Linked DNA regions of Danio rerio: region 1 is linked to region 2. A link is a contact called in public Hi-C data. All regions are on one chromosome and are shown on one strand. The core of a region is the stretch at or near the end of the contact, and the rest is flanking DNA. Distances in the headings are between cores, read along the strand shown. Region 1 overlaps si:ch211-212o1.2. Region 2 holds the start of si:ch211-212o1.2.

Evidence for each region. A called contact is a pair of places that touch in the nucleus more often than the background predicts.
Region 1: a contact with region 2 is called in a Hi-C map of embryo, with 1.8 times the contacts expected there. The contact joins the enhancer-like site here to the promoter of si:ch211-212o1.2 in region 2. A contact is called at or near these places in 2 of 18 Hi-C or Micro-C datasets (caudal fin and embryo) and 2 of 4 datasets of contacts at active chromatin or transcription factors (embryo and gastrula embryo).

The regions. Positions count from the first base shown.
Region 1 is chr18:19,432,711-19,436,568 of GRCz12tu, forward strand. It overlaps si:ch211-212o1.2, which reads left to right. Exons shown (of 6, transcript NM_001080164.1): 5 at 1,308-1,520. Among named protein-coding and RNA genes, the nearest start is that of si:ch211-212o1.2, 49 kb to the left of the region's middle. Within about 2 kb of position 1,346, at least 3 of the 62 cell types and tissues checked have an H3K27ac peak or open chromatin away from gene starts, as enhancers often do.
Region 2 is chr18:19,384,450-19,388,218 of GRCz12tu, forward strand. si:ch211-212o1.2 reads left to right here and starts at 1,614. Exons shown (of 6, transcript NM_001080164.1): 1 at 1,614-1,889. The coding sequence starts at 1,730.

The sequences.
Region 1 (3,858 bases), core at 96-2,595, 48 kb after region 2:
TGGTCTGTGTAACCCAGCCCTCTGCCAGTTTACCCAATTATATTTCGGCACCCCGGGTGGCCTTGGCAGAAAAAAACACATGTAACTTCAGTCATGAAGGCTACCTCAGTGTATGAAAGCCTGGCTGAAAATGTGACCTCCGGAGGACAGTAGCAGCCTCCAAAAAAAGAGACGCAGATGTAGTTATTAAAATCCACAAGGATTTGTTTATTTTTAAATTAAATGACTAGTACAAAAGTAAGCATTAGCTGCTGTTGAATTTAGAACTTGGGGTTCGTCTCAATCGGCACCCTTGTTTAGTAGTCAATTCACTAACCAGGTTGGCAGCAATTTTAAGTGCTGTCTCAATTGCAAAATTCTTTCCGTTCACTAAAACTTTTGCACCCTGTTAGGTCCCGCACTGTGAAATTCAAGGCATAGCGATACACATCATGCACCGTTAAAGGAAGTTCAGAAGTGCAAAATATGAATCACGTGGTCTAAACCATCAAACTTAATGACAAATGAGAGATATTTTTCTAAAAACAATCTATTGTTTATTTATTTTTAACATGAACGAACAAAGCTAGGCAAGTTAGGGAAAATCTAGCAAATGTTTATTATTATTTAATTGTTGAAATGTTGCCTGCACATGAAGCAAATCAAATATTTAGCTATAATGTTCTTTTAAAACATATTAAAATAAATAAATGAAAACAATAAGTTTTGTTGTATTTTATAAATTTCAGTTTTGATGATGACGAGGATGTTTTCATGTCATGACCCAATGTGTAGTGAACCTAGCTCCTGTTCTTATCAATGCCCAAATACTTGCACACAACCTACTGATGAAGATCTTCGGGAGCTAGTGGTGCTGATTGAGACACAGCATTGGAATATCACACATGTTGTATGGACCCACTTAATTGGCCTTTTTTTTGGAGCTTGACTGTATTTATCCCTTTTCCCATTTGAGATTTTCCTGTCGTTCACTTGATGCCACAGAATGACTTTTATTCCACTAAAATATCAATCACTGATGATCCGATCAGTCAGAGGGATATAAGGTCAATGTGATTGCTTGACGGTTAGGCTAGTACTTAACTAAAGGGTTGAGGTTTGTCACTTTAAGGCATATCGTATTAATTTGCATATAATTTTCTCTCTCTCTCTCTCTCTCTCTCCCTCTCCCTCTCTCTCTCCCTCTCTCTCTCTCTCTCTCTCTCTCTCTCTCTCTCTCCCCCTCTCTCTCTCTCTATCTCTCTCTCTCCACTCTTATTCCTCTATCTCTCCCTACACCTCTCCCTTACGCTATCTGTCTTTCCCAGATGCCCTTGCAGAGTCCTACCCCTGGGAATGTTTTGTTTTTGCGTTGGCGGTTTTTGTAACCATGACTAATCAGATCCACAAGTGGGCTCACTCCTACTTCGACCTGCCACGCTGGGTCACACTATTGCAGGACTGCCACCTAGTGCTGCCCCGCAAGCACCACCGGATCCATCATGTGTCGCCGCATGAGACTTACTACTGCATCACTACAGGTACACTACTGATAGGCACTCTTAAAGGGCTAGTCCAGCTTCAAAATGGCAATTGTCATCATGCAATAGAATAAATATATATAAACATAAAAAGTGTACATCATAAGTGTCAGTTAACCCTGTTGTGTCATTTGTAAAATTCTCCTTCTGCAGTGTTGTCCCAACACTCTTCTTTTGGGGAGGGCACTTTTAGAGCTAGCTAAAATTATAACTTTCTCTGATTTTGATGGTAATCTAATAATGTGCACCTTTTGTGAAGCTGCTTAGGAACAATTATTATTGTAAGAAGCGCTATAAATTTGTACATGAATTGAATTGAAACAATAGAGGAGGAGTGCCAAACTCAGTTCCTGAAGGGCCGCAGCTCTGCAGAGTTCAGTTTCAAACTTGCTTCAACCTTAAGCACTTACCTGTAGGTTTCAAGTCTGAAGGACTCAATTAGTTTAATCAAGTGTGTTTAATTAGGGTTAAACCTTAACTGCAGAGCTGTGGCCCTCAAGGAACTGAGTTTGACATCCGTGCAATAGAGCATCAAGATGTAATGGTTAATTCCAGTCCTAGTTAGGCTTAGGCACTACACAGAGCCAAGTTTTGTTGTTGTGGATTTTGTAGCTAGAAATATAGATTTGTAGTTACTGGTTAGAAATAGAAATATATTAAATAGATTAGAAACTGTCAAATGTTGAAAAAAGATTCATTTGATCAGAACAGGTCATTCCTGAAGCAGGGAACAGTCAAGGTAAAGGTCAATAAAATTGATCTTGTGCATCTTTAGGAGAGATCCACAATGCACTGTTCGCTTGTAGAGCACAAGCTCCTTCAGACTTATGCTCGCTCCAGAAGTTTATAAACTAGTATTACAGTAAAGTAGTGCAGAGCCAGTGCTTTTTGTTTTTTAATTTTGATGTGAGCAGCAATTAATAGCCAGTGCAGATTGATGAAAAGAGTTGTTTTCATTTTTTTGGGCTTGTTAACTCTCAACGCCATATTCTGGATTAGTTGTAAAAGTTTGATAGGCCTGGCCAAAAAGCCTCTCAGAAGAGCACTGTAATAGTTAGGCCGGAACAGAGCTAGAAGTTTGACCTGTGTAGCATAGGTGGGAGGGTTTTAGGGCCCGGTATACACTAATATGTTTTAGTTGTAAAAATGGTGTTTTAGAGTGAAAAATGATCCACATCCATACTGCCGTTTCATCTAGTGTTTCTGAAAAGATCTCCATTCACACTGCAGCGCTGAAAAGTCACATCACGTGACCACACACACACTCTGGCATGCGCCGAAGCATATGCGCACGTCTAAGCTCCAGGCAGTCAGCGGTTGCTTTGAGCACACCTCCCCAGGTGAGAGCAGCGCTTGTCAGACAGTTTATCAAGCATCTACTGATGGATGTCATCTCACTAATGTTGTTGAACGTGATTTTTAATTCATCTTGTCTCTAAGGACTCTTCTGTCTTTTGAATCTATTACTTTTTCTCAGGTAACACATTTTGGCTGAGCACAAAGATAAGTTAGGCTAATATATTAATTTATGTAACCACATACACTGATTTTGCACATTTGACTGGCTGCTTGCCTTTATTTCCTATATTGTATAAACCTATTGTATTATTGATTGCCATTTTTTATTATTAATTAACTGATATTCAGCAAAAGAGAGGGTATGTTTCAAAATTTTCAGTAAAAATTAAAGGAGGCAGCAATGTTATAGGCTCCATTTTGCTATAAATATACGAACAGTAAAGATAACGGTCAAATAAACATGTAGCTACACGATACCACAACATTTTTAGTGTCTGTTAAGTTGTTAATATCAAAATCAAAATAGGCAGTTTCTTAAATCATGTTTTCATTTTATTGCTAAGAAAAGTGAAACAGCGTAGCCAGGGTGATGTGAATGATGCTATAAAGTACGTTGTTACCTTTGAAGATTTGCCCAACATGTCATCAGGAGTTTGTTTTCCATTTCAAACTTGCAAAGTCTTAATATTTATATATTATATTATGTTACAACAAAGACTTAATATTGAGAAACAGCCCCAATCACATCTGTTTTTAGATGTCTCTGCTTTCCCCCATCCAGCAGTGTTTTAAAACTCGAAAACTCTGGTAACCGTAGCTATTTGTTTTTAAAACTAAAACGTATTGGTGTAAACGGGGCCTAATTTTCCTAATGTTGTGTGAGGCAAATCTGCAGCACTGGGGAGTTCAGGTCTAGAAGTTCAGCTAATCGTCAGTCACTTTTCCAAAGTTGGAAGTCTTGGAAGGAGTAATGCCATGGTCACACTAGAGTTTCAGCTTGTAAAATTCTGTCATATGGCGCTGAGAAAAGGGGCAGGAT
Region 2 (3,769 bases), core at 364-2,863:
TTTCTACATGAGGCCAAAGAAATGTCTGGCAGAAATAGAATCAGTCACCATTCAGTGAGTTTATTTTCCATGAGATGAAAGTGAACAGTTCTGCCTTGAGTAAATGATGACGTTATGTTTGCATTGGAGGAACTGTTTATACTTCTTAGAGGTAGCATATTTATAGACATGGGGGCGTTCTTGTTGTGTGTTTAATGCGTATGAATCATTGATTCATGTTCTGTATTTGGTGCAGATGAATAGTGTTTCAGTGTTATGTAAATGTAGTGTGTAAAAGGTATAGTCAATTATAAGCAATTGTAAAAATTGTGTTTTGTATTAATTATTATAATATTCGAGATATGTGTTATGTTAGCAAACCAGTTAAACTGTCTGTCATTCCTGAATATTGTCAGTCTTTACAACATCACAAAACACACGATAAAAGAAAAGATTTTCTATAGTACACTAATTAATATATAATTATACCCTACTGAAAAAAAAAGGCTGGTTGGCTGGTTTTAGCTGGTCAACCAGGCTGGTTTTAGAGGGGTTTTGGCCACTTCCAGGCTGGTTTCCAGCCATTTCCAGCCTGGTCTTAGCTGGTCAGGCTGGGAGATGATCAGCCAAAACCAGCTATGTCCAGCTTTAACCAGGCTGGTCAAGCTGGTTTTAGATGGTTTTAGCTGGTCACTTTCCAGCCTGACCAGCTAACACCAGGCTGGAAACCAGCCCGGAAGTGGCCAAAACCCCTCTAAAACCAGCCTGGTTGACCAGCTAAAACCAGCCAACCAGCCTAGGCCAGTTTAAGCAGTTTTTTTTCATCAGATTCAGGGTAATTACATTAAATTTCCATTTTACAGCATTATATAGGATAATGCTTGACAGATTTGTTTCCAAACAACATGTAAGCAACGTGTATGATGTATACAATTAATATGTTTGCGACAGCTTTAAGCTATTTGTGGAGTTTGTTTGAAATATTTATAAATCATTGTCCATGCCTGTGATCGCCGGTACATAATCAAACAGACACTTGAACATGAGATAGCATGATTATCTTATCTATTTCTTATCAACAGGTAGCACAGTAGTCATGTGTACTCGTATAATTTCACTAGAGGCGTTTGTGTCTTATCAGCGTCTCGAGCACTACGATAGACTCGCATGAGATGTTAGGGACCGTTGGTAAAACCCCAGACATGATTCGCTGACATTAAGGGGCGACGCCAGTATAATCCTACAGATTTTGTAATGTACATTTGATTAAACATCAAAAATCGTTTTGTTGATTATGATAATTCTTAGATAAGAGTAGCCGGTGATCAAAATGGCTTTTTCCTCTCACACTATAAACGCGTCTTTTACGACGGTCCCTAAGATCAGAGCACAGCAGCAGGCAGAGGAAAAGTTTTGCGAATATTCACTTTATTCAGGCTGTCGGACAGTTTAAAGAGCTGCTCAGAGTCCCCGCCGGGAGCAATATTATCTATCATTTGCCTCATGAGATGAAACAAGGTAAATAATAATTATCGAGGTATGTTTGTTTATTATAGCGGAGTGGTAGACAGGCAGTTCGTGCGTATTTTAGTTCCGGGTGTGTTTCGCTGAAGTAGGAACCTCAGTGGGTTTACCAAGAAAGGTGTGTCATTCACCGCTAAACCTGAACCCCTGTGTATTAATTACTAAATGCACGATACAGGGTCATTATTAATGCATTTTCTCTGAAAACTGGCCATCATAAGGGACCATGGCGGCGGCGTTACTGTCAGAGACGGAGATCAGGCATCGGTCTATGGCGGAGGAGGATCCGAACGGGAATGAGCACGGGGCGGCCGCGCGCAGCACCGCACCTCGCTGGGGACCACAGCACGCCGGGGCCCGACAGCTCGCCAAGCTGTACTCTCCGGGTAAGACGAGCACGTCAGCTGTCATTACACACATCTGTGTCAATGTGAATGATCCTTCTACTACTGCACACGGCAGCGTCTACGGGCCAGACTAAGGCCAGGAAAGCACACACACACATCCAAAAGTTGCTTGTAGTCTTATGTGTAGAGGTCAGTTTGAGATCAATATCATGTGACAGCTCCATCAACATAATGTATTGAATGTTGGTGATTGTTTAACATTGAGCTGCGTGTATATGACCCCGTTTATGGGTTGCATGTGTTGTGCATGTGCTACTTTGTAAAACTTGTAATTGCAGCTGTCAGGGCAAAGTGTTCAGAATAAGAGGATCATTTTATAACACTTCAAGGAACTCAAGATTTAACGCTTTGTCACTGTCATATTTTTAACACTTTGTCACTGTCATATTTTTCTAATTTTCCATTTTTATTATTATTTTTTAAAAGTTAATGATATATTTAGCAGGAATAGAATCAGTCAATGCATGTATTTCCATTAAGTGAAGGTGGACAGTTCTGCCCTGAGTAAATGATGAGTGGTGTTGCACACTTTATGCTTTCCTGTGCAAAAGTGGTATATTTTTAGATATGGGGGCTGTCATGTTTTGTGTTTAGTACAAATGAATCATAGCTTCCGTGTCTGTATTTGGTGCATATGAGCAATGGCTCTTTTTTCTTAAATGCAAAATTGTACGTTTTGGTGTTATTTTCAAGTTTGTAAAAGTCATGGACATATATAGACGATTCTAGATGATTTTTATTTTAATTTGGAGATATCCCCCAAATTAAAAAAAATGTAATAAAATTGTTGGTTTAATTCTAAGAATCAGTTACTGATATAAAGATGAAATTGTTCTCCGTGAAATATATGAAATGATATTGATAAAACATTACAGTATGGTCCCATCAATAAAATGTTGTTAATGCATTATTTATTTATGAGGAATTCATTTGTTATTTGATATTGATATTTGATATACATGATATTTAATAATCTTTGTAAATGCTGATTTAATAAAAAGAAAATGTTAACTAAACCTCACTGGTAAAGGAAGTACAGATACACTATTAAAATATGAATCCAGCTTTCCCTGAGCAAAAGTAGTACAGTACTTTTATTTTTAAGGATGTAAAATAAAAAAATGGTTATAAAAGTAAAGATTGGCGATGAATCATATATTTATTCCTAAAATCACTGGACAGACTAGATTATTATTATTATTATTATTATTATTATTATTATAACCTTTATTTTACCAGGTAAGTCACATTGAGATTAAAAATCTCTTTTACAAGAGTGTCCTGGCCAAAATTAGGCAGTATACATGTCACATGGGTCTAACAGACAACAAACAATTGACAGTTAACATGAATCACACTGTTCAATCTGTTTCAATTTCTAAATCATTTATTCTCTTTTTTTTATTGAAAGCATTTACTGAAATAAATTCTTTAAACTGCAACTTTGTTTGTAGATTGTTCCTTGCAAAAGGTGCTGCATATTTAAAACCCTTTTTCCCTATCTCAGTCTGCACTTTAGGAACAGACACTAAATAAATATTCTGTGACCAAAGACCATAGCTAAGGGCTTTTTACAAATGTAAATCTGTAGATATGATGAGAGTAAACCCAATATAGATTTTTAAACAAAGATATGCCAATGCTTGAACCTACAAGTAGAAATTAGAACTATATAGAGCAGTGGTTCTCCAACTTTTTTTTATGTAGTACCACCTCAAAAAATTATTGTTTCTCCTAGTACCACCATAATAGGCACTATTGAAATACAGTAGCACACAATGAAACAGCAACAGCACTGCACAGTTGAAAAAATTAGGCAGATTAATTCCTATTACTAATACTATTTATTATTGTCAGCC